Linked DNA regions of Oryctolagus cuniculus: region 1 is linked to region 2. The links are chromatin contacts, called in public Micro-C maps. All regions are on one chromosome and are shown on one strand. The core of a region is the stretch at or near the end of the contact, and the rest is flanking DNA. Distances in the headings are between cores, read along the strand shown. Region 1 holds the start of ARID4B (AT-rich interaction domain 4B). Region 2 overlaps LOC103350930 (a long non-coding RNA gene).

The links. Hi-C and Micro-C count contacts between places; a contact is called where the count stands out from the background.
Region 1: a contact with region 2 is called in a Micro-C map of ear pinna, with 7 times the contacts expected there. The contact joins the promoter of ARID4B here to the enhancer-like site in region 2. A contact is called at or near these places in 3 of 6 Hi-C or Micro-C datasets (ear pinna, skin fibroblasts and an unstated tissue).

Annotation. Positions count from the first base shown.
Region 1 is chr13:54,585,787-54,589,863 of mOryCun1.1, forward strand. It overlaps ARID4B (AT-rich interaction domain 4B), which reads right to left and starts at 1,717. Exons shown (of 24, transcript XM_051820724.2): 1 at 1,628-1,717; 2 at 258-312. The coding sequence starts at 263. It overlaps GGPS1 (geranylgeranyl diphosphate synthase 1), which reads left to right and starts at 1,909. Exons shown (of 4, transcript XM_008268242.4): 1 at 1,909-2,142.
Region 2 is chr13:54,368,598-54,372,440 of mOryCun1.1, forward strand. The region is part of intron 1 of LOC103350930 (a long non-coding RNA gene); the gene reads right to left. Among named protein-coding and RNA genes, the nearest start is that of TOMM20, 28 kb to the right of the region's middle. Within about 2 kb of position 1,829, at least 1 of the 8 cell types and tissues checked has an H3K27ac peak or open chromatin away from gene starts, as enhancers often do.

The DNA of each region.
Region 1 (4,077 bases), core at 467-2,966, 220 kb after region 2:
GTTCCCTGTAAAAAGCCGTTCTATACGGAAGACTCACCCTCCACGAGATATCCTAGAACTAACTCCACAACTCCACAGCAAAGCCCGTGCACATTCCCACCAGCTGACCCCTATCGTCTCCTGGGAGGGGCTCAGCCCCAAGCCACCAAACACATCCTCCCCTGCAAAACTCGAAGGCCGCACACGACGACCGCGGCTCAAGCCCCTGCTTTCTGAATTCTAAAACCCAGAGGTTCTTTTTCTGCGGGCAGACTTACCTTCATGGTGAATCTGGGACTGCGTTCCGCTCAGAAACACCAGATTCACCTGCACCTGGAGGGGAAACAAAAGACACCCAGTTAACACCACGGGCACCCCTCTGCACCAGCGGCGGAGTAGAGAAGAAAGCGAGCGATGCCCGAAGCCCAGAGAAAGAGCCTTGCAGAGAGGGAATCGGCCCCGGAACCACCATGAGCCGATTCGGGGCTCCCTCTGGCCTCGCCATCCCCGCAAACACGGCCACCTACACAGCTCGGCAGCTTCCCGTCCCCATTGTCGGGACCCGACGGAGTTTCCCGTCTCCGACAATGACGCCATTTCTGTCAGTGAAGAAACTCACAACAAGCCCGGGGTCCGGCGCGGGGCCGGCCGCCCTCCCCCGCGGGCCTCGTCGCCGGGCTGAGCCGGTCCGCGCCCCCACCGGCCTCGCAACCCCGCGTCGGAGCCGGAGCCCGGCCGGGGGCCGCCGAGGGGCAGGACGGGCCCGAGGGCCGAAGGCAAGACCAGCCCACCCCAGAGCCTCTGCCCACGTCCCGTTCAAAGCCGAGACCCGACAAGTGCGAGCGAGATCAACATCTGCCCCCGCCGCGGGGACGGCGAGAGGACCGAGGGCCTGGGAGGCAGCACGGACCCCCACCCCGCCTGGGCCCCCAGCCGCGGCCAAGGGCCGCTAAACCGCTGAGTGTGCGGCCGCCCGGCCAGGGGGCGGCTCGGACTCGGCTGCTGCGGGGGGGCGGGGGCCCCGGGAGGCCGAGGCCCCGAATCGGGGCGCTGGGGAGACCACCACAGCCATCTACCCCCTGCTCCTCGACCGGGCCCAGCGACTCCCAAAAGGACCCCCTTAGAAGACCGCGAAAGCCCCGGAAAATAACCCCTACCTTCCTCGGAGGCGAGATCTGACCCTGGCACGTCCAGAGTCCCCTCTCCTCCACCCCCCCCAAAACCAGCAGGCCCGGGGGAGAGATGGGGAAGAAGGGCGGTGGGTCCAGTGGCTGCTGAAGCTGAGGCTCCGGCTCCTCCTCCTCCCGCGGCGGCGACTGGTACCTTTGTTTGGCGGCCGCTCGGGTTCCCTCGCTGGGGGGAGGGGGGACGACGAAAAATCCCTCCTGGACTGGAGGTCCGGGCCCCCAATCGCGCTGCCCTCCAGAGGACGACGGCGATGGACCCTCTGCGGCTCCCTCGAGGCAAAGGTCCAGGCGGTGGCCGTGGTGGCGGCAAGCTTAAGCCCAAGAGTCTCCCTCAGCTTCGGCGCCCGAGCTCCTCACTCCGGACTCGACTGACGGGCAAACATCGCTTCCCCCCCCACCACCCTAGATTCCCCCCCTTCCCTCCTTTCTCCCCTCCCCTAGTTTTCTTTCCCCTCCCCTACCTCTTTCCCGGATGGCCTCTTAGGCGACCTCGGATTGGTTATTTTTCTTTAAAACCCGCCTATACCCTCTTCCTACTGGTCCCAAGGATACAAACAACGACGCCATTTTCCCACCAGTTCTATGGAAACAGAAAGTTACGCCTCAAAGCTTCCTGGGAAATGTAGTCCAGCCAACCCAGGCCAACGCTCAAACCTTCGCTCAGGAGAACTGCACAACCCGCAAGGCCCCGCGCCGCGCGAGACGGGACAGGGAGGGAAAGGGGGCGGGGCGACAAAGCGGTGGGGAGGCGGCAACGACGCCTGCGCAGTGTGACCAGGATGGCGCATTTTCTTGCATCGAGTAATGCGGTGTCGCTGGCGGCTGAGGAGGGCGGAGAGTTCTGTAGTGAAGCGGGGGGAGGGATTCATGTAGGCATCGGGAGGAGCCTTGGTCTGAACTACAAAGTGGGAAGTTGATGCTGGGTGTGGCTACTCCCGGACCGGCGGCGTGAAAGTCGTGATATCATCGTTGAACCGTGAGCGGCAGTTCTGGCGGCTGGGGGGGACCCGGATGGCAAGGAGGGCGGAGGAGGATGGGGGGTGGACAGAGGGGAAAGAAAGAAAGGAGGGAGAGGACCCGGATGCTGAACCGGATTGTGTACGACTTTCCCATCCCCTAGCGTGAGACGGGGCGGGGGGTGGGTGACCCAGGAGGGCGGAAGAGGGCATCTGGGCTAGCATGGTAGACATTCGAAACTCTCTGCCAAGCCGCTGTTAAAAATCGGCGTCTTAAGTTATTTGAAGCGCCTGCCTCTATGTGTCGGGCAGTTTCCTTCAAACCCAGCATCTCCTGGAGTTCAAGAGGAAAGATTCGGTCTGTGCTCCGCATTTTGTGTGTGTCTTGTTTAGTAACTCTGAAACCAGGCCCTTCCCTTGAGGGGGAGGGAAAAAAGACTCTGTGTGGAATTTTTATTTTCTCAAAGCGAGCCGATGTTCTGATTCGTCCTGTAACACATTGGAAGGCACTTGCGTTCAGCCCTTCACATGTGTCCTAGGAAAATGTGGCGAAGCTAGCATGACCCTTCTTGAAGCTAAGTCTGGTGAGAGATGTGAAACTAAACGGACTCACCAGTGAATGTGAAATTGCAGTAGTGGCAATGCTACAAAGCAGAATTAAGTGGAGAATGTGAAACCGGGAATTTGGCTTAGGAAGATAACGGGAGGCTTTCCCAAGATAGAGCTGCAGGGGTAGGGAGCATTAACTGGAAGAGAAGCACATTCCAGACAAGAGGAGTTGGAAAGGCTTGTATCAGGAGGCAGCCCTTCTGAGTTTTTGTTCTTGTCCTAAGAGCAGTGGTACACCTTTCAAAAGTTCTCAATTGGAAAGGAGAGGGGGTGAGTTTGAACTGTGCAAAGGCACATGAGAAAGAAGTGAATGCAGAGATTCCCGCAAGGAGGCTACTGAGTTAGTGCTTCACCTGGTGGAAAGAGTGTATTGTGTGTGTTTTTTAAAAGATTTGTTTACATATTTATTTATTTATTTATTTATCTATTTGAAAGAATTATAGAGGGGGTAGGTGGAGGAACAGCAGAGACCCTCCATCTGTAGGTTCACTCCCTAGGTGCCCACAATAGCCAGGGCTAGGCCAGGCCAAAGCCAGGAACCCGGAACTCCATCCTGGTCTCCCAGATGGGTGGCAGGAGCTCAAGTACTGAGGCAATCACCTGCTGCCTCCCAGGCACGTTAGCAGGAAGTTGGATTCCAACCAGGCATTCCATCCACTGCAGCTGGGATGAACCCCAGGAACATGCTCTATCCCCAAGGAAGTATGAGAGTGATAAAGAAGCAGACGAGATGGCGATTAGCAAAGAATTTTATTGAAAAAGCAAAGAGAAGAACTTCTGTAGCCTAGAGGGGAACAGAATTCCACTGAAACTAACTAGTGGAGTTTATATACATAAACCTTAAAGACTCTACAGTGTGGCGAAAGCACTTTATCTTAGAATCTGTCAAGGGAGTTGCTTATCTTCCTCAGACTGCCAAAACTGTACAGGCATATGACCACCATAAACTGGCCACTGGTCACTCTGACGCCAGAGCCGCCTTTTCCCCTCTAATTGCCGAAACCCTTTCCTTTCCATGACAAGCTCTACACTCTCTGTCTAGACACCTGATTTTCCTTACTTTCCTCACATAGCATAAGCAGTGGCTTAACTGGCTGTGCCACAATGTTCACTCTCAGTTGTAGTCGTACAAAGATCCATTGATCCACAGTTTGACCAAATTTCTAGCATTTTATCAGTTTTGAAAGTGAGGACTTGTGCCAGCATTGTGGCCTGGTGAGCTGCTGCAGCTCCAGGATCCCATATGGGCACCAGTTCCTGTCCCAGCTCCCTTCTGACCCTGCTCCTTTTTTTTTTTTTTTTTTTAAGATTTATTTTTATTTATTTGAAAGTCGGAGTTACACAGA
Region 2 (3,843 bases), core at 579-3,078:
ACACCAACCACAGCAGCCCTCAGGGATGTGCTTCCTCCCAGTTGTCCACACAGGATAAAGAACTGAATGTGAAACTCTCAGGCTGTGAGAAACAATGTGGTCTGGCAAGAAAATCTCGGCAAACCTTGTTGATGCCGAAGAAAATGGGTGTGAAGCGGCTCTCCTGAGAGTGCTTCTTTCCCCTGGGCGATGGGCTTCTTGCAGGCAACCCCAGTGGATCTGTGAGGACTTAGACGAGCTAATGGGCAGTTAGGTCAGGTCCCTGCCGGAATGAGAAAAGGGACAGAGTGCTTTTAAGAGTGGACACAGTGTTTGCTTTTTCCCAGAGGCTGCCTTCAGCAACACTTAGTTTTATCATGAGAGCAGGATAGACAGGATTACCAATTCCAGCCCTCTGATATGGTAGAATGTGAAGGCCATGCCAACGTGGTCGCTGACAAGCGTCAGTTATTCAGGAATGGCTTCAGAAACCACCTGGCAATGGAGGCTGCCTGGCAATAGGCTGTGATTGGTTAGGGCATAAACCGCCCCTTGACTGGATTGGCTGCCTCGGCTATATAAGCTGCTGTACCAACTGAAATAAACGAGTCTGCAGGCTGCTCACCTCTGGCCCGCTTTCACCCAACTCCCAGGGTCTATGTGGTGACTCCACGCCTCTTGCCCCCACCATGCTCCTCCTCTCAAAACGAATCCACAGCAACACTCTGATGCGTTTTTATCCCTGCCTCTGGTTGTTATCCCAGCCCTCTGATTGGTTAAATTTAGGTAGCCACTTTTGTGCATAAAAAAGAGCCAGCACCCACAAGCGTCCCAGGCAATGCCTCTTGGAGCCCCCATCCTGACTTGCTTGGGCAGGAGGTTTCTCACTTCAATAAATCTTGCTTGGCTCACTGTCCCTGTCCACATGGCAATTCCTCAGTGTGAGGCAAGAACCAAGATGGCCTTCACCCTCCCACAAGAGAACAAGTGTGTTCCTTTTCCAAGCAGGAAGCGGCCAGGGATGACTCTGGAAGAGAAACAGGACTGAACTCCAGCTCTCTTTGTTCCTGGCAGATCTTCCAATGGCAGTGAATTTTTAACCCAGTCCAAGCCCCAGGTGTTCCAACTGCAGGAAGAGGTCAGCTAGCTGAATGATGACTCTGGGCAGAGACAGAGAATCAGGACTGATCTCAGTGCCGTGAGAAAAAGACAAAGATGGGCCAAGAAGGGGCAAAAGTGAAAACAGTGAGATAATGCAGATGGAAGGGGGTAAAAGAGGAAGAAGACAGCTTCTATCCACCTTGGGACCACAGGTAAGTTTTATCAGAGGTGCTGATTCTTCCTTACTGTTTAATCCTGGTGAGTTAACATTTTATGAACAAGACTTTGCCTTTTGCCTTGGCTGCCACTGTTAAAGTGAATAGGTAGATGTCAGACTATATGTGTAAGAGGTGCCAAAGGAAATGGGAATTGCTGTGTGGTGAAAGGAGGAAAAATGTAGAGGCAAGCCCACAATTACATATCAAAAGTCTTCTCGTTGTTCAATAACCTGATTGAGAGAATCCCAGCCCTCTCTCTGGGGGCAGCTTAGGGCTATCTCATCAGCCCTGCACCAAGGCAGCCATTACGATTCTACACCCGTGAAGCCCTCCACCCAGCTGGACAGCCCAGATAGGTGGGAGGGCCTAAATCCAAACCCATACAAGCTCCAGTCTGAATGCAGACTAGGCTCTCGGTTCTTTCCTGAGATGTTCACCTGCTCAGCCAGGTATACCCTCCTCATGAAACTTGGCTTCACTATTCACTTGCCCTTCTGTGTCCACACCTGCACACTGCATCGTCACAAGACATGGAACGTATGAGGCTGGCAGCAATGACCCACTCCCGCTTCACCAGGAAGCTCAGAGCTAAACTCTGGTTCAAATAGAGCAGCTCTCTGTAGGCCAAGGTTTATTCCCCCTGCATTACTGCCGGTCCTTTCTGGAAGTAGTCAGGCAGACTGAGCATTTATGAGTTCCTGGCTGCCCTCCATCCATTCCCCCTTTGGTGACTGAACGTCAAATTCCCTCCAGGAACTACCCTTCCCCTACCCCTAACCTTATGTGGTTGGAGAGAGTGCTCCACCTCCATCTCAGGAATGAGGCATGGAACAGAGGCTTTAGCCAAGCAGTTACGCTATGTCCCTGGCCAGAGCAGTGGTTGGTTTCCAGGTGGGGATATGTGCCAACTGGAGCTAATCAGATGCAAAAAATAGCTTTCCAGGAGTAACGGTTAGAAATTGTTCCACTAGACTTGAAGTTGGAAGGACACGTTTGAAACCACCATAGCTGTACTATGACCATGCACAAAGCATGTGGCTAAAAACACAGCCCAACTGAGAGGGGAAACCTGTGGATGAAAAGAGACATAGAAACCAGCTCTACGTTCATGGAAACCCCAGAACTAGCCGCAGCCCCAAACCCACCTGCCATCAAGCAACAAAGCCCCTGCCAGTTCCAGTGTGATCTGAGTTTGTGTCAGTCACAAGAGAAAGTGTCCCAACTGAGACAGTAGACTAGACAAAATGCTACCCTTTCTCTTCTTTTGCACGAGAATAGCATATGGTTCTGGCAAATACAAAAAAAAAATACAGGAAAGTTTAAGTAAGAAGCAAAACTCACCTGCAATCCCATTACCTAGTGAAAATGGTAAAATGGATTTACTCTGCCCCAAGCTTACTTTGAAGACAGCAAAAAACACCCGTCCTGAGCATCTTCCAACACATCAGTTGCCCAACACCAAGTGCTCTTCTTGTCTAAGCTTATTTCTGTTTAGCTGGGGAGAGAATTCTTTCAATGTAGGGGTGTTTTTCCACATTCACAAACCACACATCATCTGTACTACTGGAAGGAGGGGGCGTGGTATAGAGTAGACTCTGGGCGTGGCCTGACACCAAGTGCCCTTTTTGCTCAGACTGGCAGCTGAGCGGGTGGTCACTGCCAGTGTCAGAGGAAGAGCCGGCAGCCCAGGGACACCCATCATCTCTCAGCAGCCTCTGTGAGAACGGCATGGAGGCACAGCTGAATCCGCTGAGCTGCAGGGTCCTCACCCACTAGCAGTCCCTGGAGCCCTGGCTGCCAGATTGCTTGGAAACAATAGGATGGAAAGAGTCTGCCGCCTGATTTTCCACAACAGCTCCTAGCATGCTTTCTGGGGCCACCTGCTGCATGCCTTCCTTCCTCTTTTCTTTTTCTCTTTTTCTCTCTCTTCTTTCCTTCCTTTGCCTTCCTTTCCTTCTTTTTCTTCCTTCTTTCCTTCTTTTCTGGGAGAGACAGAAACAGATATTGGTCCCTTCCTTGGTTCACTCCCAAATGCCTGCAACGACCAACGCAGACTGTGCCAGGCTGAAGCCAAGAGCCAGCGTCCTGGTCTCCTATGTGGGTGGCAGACGCAAGCATTTGGGTCATTTTCTGCTGCCTTCCCATGAGCATCAGCAGGAAGCTGAATCAGAAGTGCAGACACTCAGATAGGGATATGGCATCCCAAACAATCCCAGACACTCAGATAGGGATATGGCATCCCAAACAATGGCTTAAGGTGCTGCGCCACACTCCCCCACCCCACCGAGTCACGTGTCTCTAAGTTCTTTGCATGCAGGATAGTCCCCTCTCTTACAACACTCCCACCCCACCCTCACCTCCTTTTAGATACTGACTGGTGGACAGCCCTGGCTCAGCAGGCTATCCCATCTTCCAGATGTTTCCAACTGCTCTCTGCCTATGCAATTTTTTTTTTTCAGTTTTCTGTTCAGATTAGATAGCTAAGAGGGACAATGTAAAACAATAGCTACCATTGATCCACTATTTAAAGGCCCACTATTCACCT